Regions from separate parts of the Mus musculus genome. Here region 2 is linked to region 1. The links are chromatin contacts, called in public HiChIP or PLAC-seq maps. All regions are on one chromosome and are shown on one strand. The core of a region is the stretch at or near the end of the contact, and the rest is flanking DNA. Distances in the headings are between cores, read along the strand shown.

The links. HiChIP or PLAC-seq counts read pairs in DNA pulled down with a chosen protein or histone mark.
Region 2: a contact with region 1 is called in an H3K4me3 HiChIP or PLAC-seq map of bone marrow-derived macrophages, with 5 times the contacts expected there. The contact joins the promoter of Kat14 here to the enhancer-like site in region 1. A contact is called at or near these places in 15 of 39 promoter capture datasets (the 3T3-L1 cell line, 3T3-L1-derived adipocytes, the C10 cell line and 9 more), 1 of 15 datasets of contacts at CTCF or cohesin (large pre-B cells), 7 of 484 Hi-C or Micro-C datasets (the 63-12 cell line, B cells, CD4 T cells and 4 more), 10 of 115 datasets of contacts at active chromatin or transcription factors (the 230-238 cell line, bone marrow-derived macrophages, cardiomyocytes and 7 more) and 3 of 9 other capture datasets (adipose tissue, liver and macrophages).

The regions. Positions count from the first base shown.
Region 1 is chr2:143,845,356-143,849,256 of GRCm38.p6, reverse strand. It overlaps Bfsp1 (beaded filament structural protein 1, in lens-CP94), which reads left to right. Exons shown (of 8, transcript NM_009751.2): 3 at 234-329; 4 at 3,267-3,356. Among named protein-coding and RNA genes, the nearest start is that of Bfsp1, 16 kb to the left of the region's middle. Within about 2 kb of position 2,131, at least 85 of the 459 cell types and tissues checked have an H3K27ac peak or open chromatin away from gene starts, as enhancers often do. A contact at or near this core is called in adipose tissue, bone marrow-derived macrophages, hematopoietic stem and progenitor cells and 3 more, where this site is marked.
Region 2 is chr2:144,366,421-144,370,457 of GRCm38.p6, reverse strand. Kat14 (lysine acetyltransferase 14) reads right to left here and starts at 1,423. Exons shown (of 11, transcript NM_181417.3): 1 at 1,301-1,423. Pet117 (PET117 homolog) reads right to left here and starts at 1,475. Exons shown (of 2, transcript NM_001164813.1): 1 at 1,301-1,475. The coding sequence starts at 1,396.

The DNA of each region.
Region 1 (3,901 bases), core at 882-3,381:
CACACACACACACAAACACACTCATACACACACACCCAAACAGAGAGAGTATGGAAGAGAGAGAGAGAGAGAGAGAGAGTAAGAGAGAGAGAGATCTAGACCCACTGAACAAGAATCCCTTATCAAGTCCCCACCTCGGCCCTGTGTTTCTACACTGGTTCACTTTACACCTAAGTGCTCTTTGTGACCCTAGCATGGCTTTTTTTGTTTGTCTGTTTGTCTGTCTGTTTCAGGAAGCCGATGAAGCCTTATTGCGTAACCTGCACCTTCAGTTGGAGGCACAGTTTCTGCAGGCAGATATCAGTGTGGCCAAGGACAGGTACAAGAAGGTAACTATCACGTGTGGGAAGCCCTTGCTCTTACAAAACCCAGCATGGGTTGGGTTGGACAGGAGACTGCTAGAGTGAGCAATGTTGACTACAGACCCTGAACTGGCATGAGCCGGCCATTGGACAGCACTTACCCAGCCAGAGGTGCCTAGAGAACATCAGTGGACAATGGCAGGATATGCCGGGAATTGCGATGTTAGGTTTTAGTGTCATAATTTACAAAATTATTTTGGCAGCTCCATCCCTATTAAGCAGTCTACTGTTTTATCTCAGAAAAATAAAGAGAAGGGAGAATATGTGTGTGTGCTTAAGGCATTGTTTTACAGTTCTTAGCTCTGCCTTAGAGGCAACCAGATAACACTTTCTTTTAGGAACCTCTTTTATTTGTCTATTTATTATTTATACTAATTATTTTATTTATTTACATTCTAAATGTTTCCCCCTTCTTGGTCCCCCCTCCATGAGTTCTTCATCCCCCTTCCCTGGGGTATCACGTTTCTACAGGATTTAGCACATCCTTTCCCACTGAGGCCAGATGGGGCAGTCCTCTGCTACATATGTGGGTGCCGGGGAATGGAGGGTGGTGGTGGCATGGGCCAGCCCATGTAGGCTCTTTGGTTGGTGGCTTAGTCTCTGGGAGCCCTGGGGGTTCTGAGTTAGTTGATACTGTTGTTCTTCCTATGGGGTTGTAATCCCCTTCAGCTAAGAGCCTCCTCCTTCAGAGTATCCTAACCTTTCCACTCCTTACACGCCTCTGGCAGGTGTGATACTGGAGGCCTTAGCACACTGGACAATCACATCCCAGCATTGTGTAATTGTGAGAGAGCAGCCTGGCCTCTCTGGGCTGCTTCCTATCTTTAAAATGTGAGTGGTATCCTCTTTGGTGCTGCTCTGGGTTAACCATGGGTTAACAGACAGGGGAGGCAGTGGTCTTAGGCTCTGGTCTTCTCTGACTGCCCATATGGTAACCTGAACCTTAGGTCTGTTGTGTCTTGACTTACCAGCAGGAATCTGGACACAGGAATGGGAAAAGCAGAGGTTCTCAACCTTCCTAGTGCTGCAACCCTTTAATATAGTTCCTCCTGTTGTTGTGACCCCACCCCCACCCCCAACCACAGAATTATTTTTGTTGCTACTTAATAACTATAATTTTGCTACTGTTACAAACTGTAGCGTTTTTCCACAGTCTTAGGTGACCCCCTCTGAAAGGGTCATATTATTCCAAAGGGGTCGGGACCCTCAGGTTGAGAATCTCTGGGATAAAGGGAATAAAGTTATTTACAGCTGACCAGAATTCGTACCCCATCTTCCTTGCTATTTTGGAAAAGAGAGGAAACCAAAGCCAGGAAGTGTCCTGCGTAGAGTTAGTTAGCTGCAAGTCTCTAGGGCTGTGAGGATCCTGTTCCTGGGGTGAATGGGGGAGTTTCTTATCTGTCCCGAGGCTCTGTCTGCTCTCACCCAGGCTAGAATTTCTTGGGGAAGCTTTCATTCTGTAGAGTTCTCTTTGGGGTCCTTGTTTCATTGATACAGTACCTGTGTCTTTTTGCCAAGGAGCTTACTGAAGCAGTGGAAAGCTACAATCTCATAGGAAATAGAGGGGAACTTCTCTACCCCTGGAGCAGCCTTGTTCAGTGGCTGATGGGCGGGCGTCTGTGTGTAACCCCCCTGGGCCCCTCTTGTCTGGGTAGCAGGACTTGGAGGAGGTCCTCCGAAGTCTGATCTTCGTGCCCACGGGAGTGCAATTGATGGCACGCCCTGCTTAGCCAGTGTCCTTTCCCTGCCTCTTCTCTGTCCTGTTAGTCACAAGGCCCCGAGCCATTGCCCAACTCAGCTGTGTCCACACCCAGATCTTTCTCTGGGGAAACTCACACTAAGACAAACTTGGTAATTTAGAGACAGCCTGGAGCTGGGCAAGGACCCAGCTAGCCTGGTGTTCCCTCCCACCCTCCCCACCTCCCTGTGTGTACCCTGCACTTTGACTGTAGTACCCTCTCCCTGGCAGTCTTCCCAGCCTCTCACCAGGCCCTTGCCTACTTCCTCCTCCACACCTTCCAGCTTCCTTATATTTATCTTATTGGATCCCGAGAGCAGTGTCTGGAGCCAGCCTGAAGTAGGCAGGCACTTATAACAATGGTGGGAAGCTCCCATTCATTATCTGTTGGGACCCAGCCTGATGAGGAAGGGCTCGAGTCAGCCCCTACAAACAGAGCCTGAGATAGTGGTCCTTGTTCCACAGTTACATCAGTGGAGGACTGTGGGGGATAGTGTGAGAGAGGGGAGCATTGGTCTCATCTGAAGGCCAATCTTTTTCACTCATGGGCTGGGGCCCTCGAAGTTTCCTGGACAAGTTGACCAATGCTTGGTCAAGGCTGTTTTCTGTAGAGGGTTGTGTTATCAGTCATTGCTCAGAGCTAGGAAAGGTGCACTGTCTGTTTAAGGTCACCAGGCCTCCCTGTAGATGGTTAGCCCTGTCTCATAAAAAGACCTTTATTCTAGGAGACTTTGAAGCTTACCTGAGAAGACACTCATATCCACTAAGTCATTTAGTGTAGGCGTGACTGGCTAAAGTTGCCCTCTCACTGAAGCACTGCCCTGTACTGTCACAGTCCTTTGTAGCTTCCAGGCCTTGTTCGGTCCCCTTTCTTCTCACCTGTCATCCAGGGTGCTGTGAGGCCAGGGGCAGTGTGTGAAGGCATCTGAAGGGAAATGGTCAAATAAGCTGAGCCCGATGGTTCTCCTGCCCCGTTGCTTCTGCAGATGTGCAATGCCCACTCCAATATGCCATCCGTGGCAGCTGTAGCTTATTCCTCTGTCCATCCAAGTGTGGCCACAGCTGTGGGCCAATGTGTGCAGGCACTCACTCCTGGGCTCACATAGGAAAGGGGGTGAGATTCCAGCAGCTCAACTTCTAATGAAAATGCTTTCCCTCTGCAACAGAATCTTCTGGAGATTCAGACCTACATCACCGTCCTGCAGCAGATCGTACAGACTGCTCCTCAAGTGTCCCTGGTTACTGGGATGAGGGAGGTAAGTACTGGAGCCCCAGCTGCAGGGAACGCTATCCAGTCCTGCAGGGAGGGGCTGTACTCTGAGTCTTCACTCCCATACCTGTGGAGGAGTTGACCTTCTCAGAGGTCCAGGGACAAGCACGGGGTCTGACTGTTAGAACTACCACAAGTTAACTCCTGCCTACTTCTAAGTGCTATTCAAGTGTGAGGTTTGTTCTTTGTTCAAACTGTAAACGCTGATAGATTTCAGGGGACATAAGCTATGTCCCGTAAGATTACCTTAGGTATTTTCTTCTAGGAAATGTGGTCTGCCAAAATGAAGTGGTTTTCAAAATGCTTTGCTGTATGGCCTCTTTTCTATTGCCCATAGCTTGCCATTCTATGACACAGTCATAGCATGGGCAAGCTATAAAAAGGGTCGTGTTGGCTTACAGTTCCAGAGATTCAGGGTCAAGGGGCTTCATCTAGGTGCAGTGTTCCTGCTGGTAATGTCTTACAGAGTCTGTCTGTTTGTCTGTCTATGTCTGTGTCCTTTGATTTTTCTCTTCTCATAAAGTTAGCAGG
Region 2 (4,037 bases), core at 174-2,673, 520 kb before region 1:
AATGTCTGTAAAGTGAAAAACACTGTGTCTGGTGTGGGTAGACAGAAAACAAGCCATTATTTCCTTTACTGCCACCTTGAAGTTTTCAAGACATCTACCTTCCTCGATGTTACAGTAAGTCGCTAATGAATAGCTACTGGACAGCTTATTTTGGTCAGTATGTCTTGGTCACTAACTTCCAAGAAATAACTAGATCTTTGCACACTTCCATTCTCTAACTGTGATTCTCAACCGTTTCATTAAAGCCTTTGGCGTGCCTTTTGGAACACAGCTGAGTCTCCATGCTCCAGAGATCTGATTTAATTGGTCTGCTCATACTGTAAAAACTTCTCAGGGGAACAGAGTTTGAAACAAAACTGATAGCAAACGCTGTCTCCAAAACACATCAGGAGGACACAGACACCCTGTCTTCCAAGTTTAATTAGAACCACCATCTTTTCCTTTTCCTCCCAAGAAGGAAGTTTCTTGCTTCTACTCCAGAAGATATCCCTGGGGAACCATATTTTAATCCCAAATCTTTAATTCCTTGTGTGCTTCTCCATCACTGCACATCGACCCTGCTCCTCAAAATGGTTCTGAATTTGCAAGCCTAGTTTCATTGCAATTCCTAGTTTGTGAATACAAAGGTCGATGGTCTGGTGACTCTTGAGGCTTTCAGTAACTTCTGCCCATGGCAAATCCGATTCAAACCAAATAACTGTAAAGGTATTGCTTGAAAGGGCAAATACCAAGTACTGGCCAGCACAGTGTGGCACCATTATAAAAAGAACAATCTCGAGAGGTTATAATTAACTATGTGTTCTCAGTGTGCTCAGCGCACTAGCCAGCGTTGCAAACTGGAATGAGGAAGAGTCGGTTAGTCGCTGATTAATAAGCCAGTTATTCTCCGAAAGAAAGCCATTAAAAGAAAACGTGAAGGGCGCTCGCTACCTTTTATCCTTTCCAGAACCTAAGTCCAGTAGCAAAATGTTTTGTTAATGCAAGTTGCAAAAATCTCAAGTTTCTTTAGCCAAAGGCACTGGGGGGTGTGCTGGGTGTGAGCTGCTTTATCTCCGGATTTAACAATTCCTGGGTAAGGCTTTGTGGGCTGTGCTGCCCCCAGGGCCTCGAGCTCACCCTAGCAACTCTCTAACTCTGGACTACACCCCTGCCCCGAGGCTTCCGCCCCAGTCTCCCGCCTCGTGGCTGGGGGAGAGAAGTCGGCGTCCTGAACGCGCCCTTGCAGCCCGCCCGGCCCGCCACGCGCGCAGGGACAGCTGCGGGCTCGGCGCCCCGGAAGACGCGGTCACGTGACACCGACCTGCCGGTCCTGCCGCTGCTTCAGATGCACGCCGGCCACCGTGGCCGCCGTCAGCAGCACCGAGAGGCCCAGCACTGCCTTCGAACTCCTCGACATTCCCGCTCCCGGCCGCGGACTCGCTCCCGCGCCCGCCCCCGCCGCCGCCACAGCCGCCGCCGCCGCCGCAGCCGCAACGGGCCAGGCTCGACCTCTCGAGCGCAGAGCCGTTGCAAGTGCTATCGTCGCCAGGCTCTAGCAATCGAGCGCCGAGCGTAACCCCTGGCCCGCTTCGCTGCTTCTTGGGAGTGGCTGCCTGGGGCCCTGGCTTTCCTATTTGGGGACCGCCTTCACCAGGAAGTCGCAGTGCTGGGCTGCTTTGGAGTCGCGAGGGTGGGGTTGGGAGTGCCAGTGGAGTATGTACGGAGGACATCTGGTCGCTATGGGGCGACTGATCAGACCCTAAATTTTCTTAGAGTCTAAAAGCTGGGTGGTTGGTTTTTTGACAAGGTATTGCTGTGCAGCTCAAACTAGCTTCAAACTCGCAATCCTGCCTCAGCCTCGGCTACACCTTGTTGCCTACTAAACTTCTGTTGGGAAATGCACTGGGTCAGGCAAGGATCCGGACATGTTTAGCTCCTGTAATCTTAAGAAATGGCGTTGCCCGGCGTGGTGGCTCACGCCTTTAATCCCACCACTCCCGAGGCAGAGGCAGGCGGATTTCTGAGTTCGAGTCCTGCCTGGTCTACAAAGTGAGTTCCAGGACAACCAGGGCTATACAGAGAAACCCTGTCTCAAAAAACCAAAAGAAAAAAAAAATGTCGTTGATGCCCTTGGAGCCTTTCAGGAATGCTTGTAAGATCCTTGTGTCAGAGTAGTTCACAAGAGGCTAAGGATGGTGTCATTTGCACTTACCCCTTAAATTAAAAAAGAGACTTGGCTTCCCAGAACTTTTAAGTATTTGTGATGCCAATGAAGAATGGCATATCAGTAAATCACTCTTACCCAGGAAAGTACACATTCAAAGCTGCTGCTGAAAACCGATAGACAACAATGATAAGGCTCATTCAGGCCTTGATTAGGTATTCCCAGTGTTTCCCCAACATTCACTTCGTCTCAGTATGCTTTGCTCTTTCGTTCTCTGTTAAGTGAACCCAAACGGCATGAAGAAAATACTATTATGAACAGTTAGCATACTGCATTGGTTATATCTTTGGTTTTTTTTTTTTAATTAATTTTTTTGGTGTTTTTTGTTTGTTTCTTTGTTTGTTTGTTTTGACAGGGCTTCTCTGTGTAGCCCTGACTGTCCTGGAACTCACTTTGTAGACCAGGCTGGCCTCAAACTCAGAAATCCGCCTGCCTCTGCCTCCTGAGTGCTGGGATTAAAGGCATGCGACACCACGCCCGACTTTAATTTATTTTTTAAAGAATCTAGGTTTATTTATTTTTAAAGATTTATTTTATGTATATGAATACACTGTAGCTGTACAGATGGTTGTGAACCTTCATGTGGTTGTTGGAAATTGAATTTAGGACCTCTGCTTGCGCCAGCACAAAGATTTATTTATTATTATACACACCAGAAAAGGATATCAGATCTCATTTCGTGTGGTTGTGAGCCACCATGTGGTTTCTGGGATTTGAACATAGGACCTTTGGAAGAGCAGTCAGTGCTCTTACCTGTTGAACCATCTCACCAGCCCAGGTTATATCTTTGAATGTGAAAATAGAGTTTGGGACCAGTGACTTTTAGAATGAGAAGAGATTCAAGTTATTTTTGCATATTTCCCTAAGGAAAAATCATGCCACAATACTTTTTATTTATGATAACCCCAGACTTTTCATCCAGTAAATCAGCGAGTGTAACAGCTATGAATGGCCTTGGAATGACACCAGAAGTATAAATGACCATGCATTCTATTGTGATTAATTTTCCAATTTGTCTTCTTTAAATGTATTTTGTTTTTAAAAATCTCTTATGCTAGGCAGTTGTGGTATACACCTTTAATCCCAGCCCTGGGGAAGCAGAGGTAGGCAGAACTCTGAGTTCGAGGCCAGCCTCGTCTACAGAGCTAGTTCCAGGATGGCCAGGACTACACACAGAAACAATGTCTCAAGAGGAGGAGGAGGAGGAGGCAGCTGTAAGTGTTGTGTCTAAAGTGTAGGCCAATGATTACAAACCAAAGCAAGATGTTTTTTATAATTATTATTACTTACCTTAGTAGCTGAATGACTGTGTGCCATCAGATCCTGAAAAGCAACTTATTTATTTACTTTAAAATAGTTGCTAGAACATCTAGTTTGGGTGTATTTTTAGGAGTGGGCACTGTAATTAAAGAAAATAGTTTACTGGGCAATTGGAAACGTCTACTAAGTAAGTCTTATTTTTCCCTCTTTTATGCCAAGGTCTTTCAGAGAAAGCATCACTGATGACCACATATTATTTACCATGTTCAGTTAACTCTTACATTTAAGTTACACCTGAAGTGCTAGGAAGGCTTGTGACAGGACAAGAAGAGGCTCCTCCATCTTGTACTCTTGCTGAGGCCACTTTGGTTTAACTAGGATTTGATCTGCTTGATGAAGAATCCTGTGGAAAATTACCCAACTCCATTCTATACCCATCTGTCTTAGTCAGGGTTTCTATTCCTGCACAAACATCATGACTAAGAAGCAAGTTGGGAAGAAAAGGATTTATTTAGCTTATACTTCCACATTGCTGTTCATCACCAAAGGAAGTCAAGGACTTGGAACTCAAGCA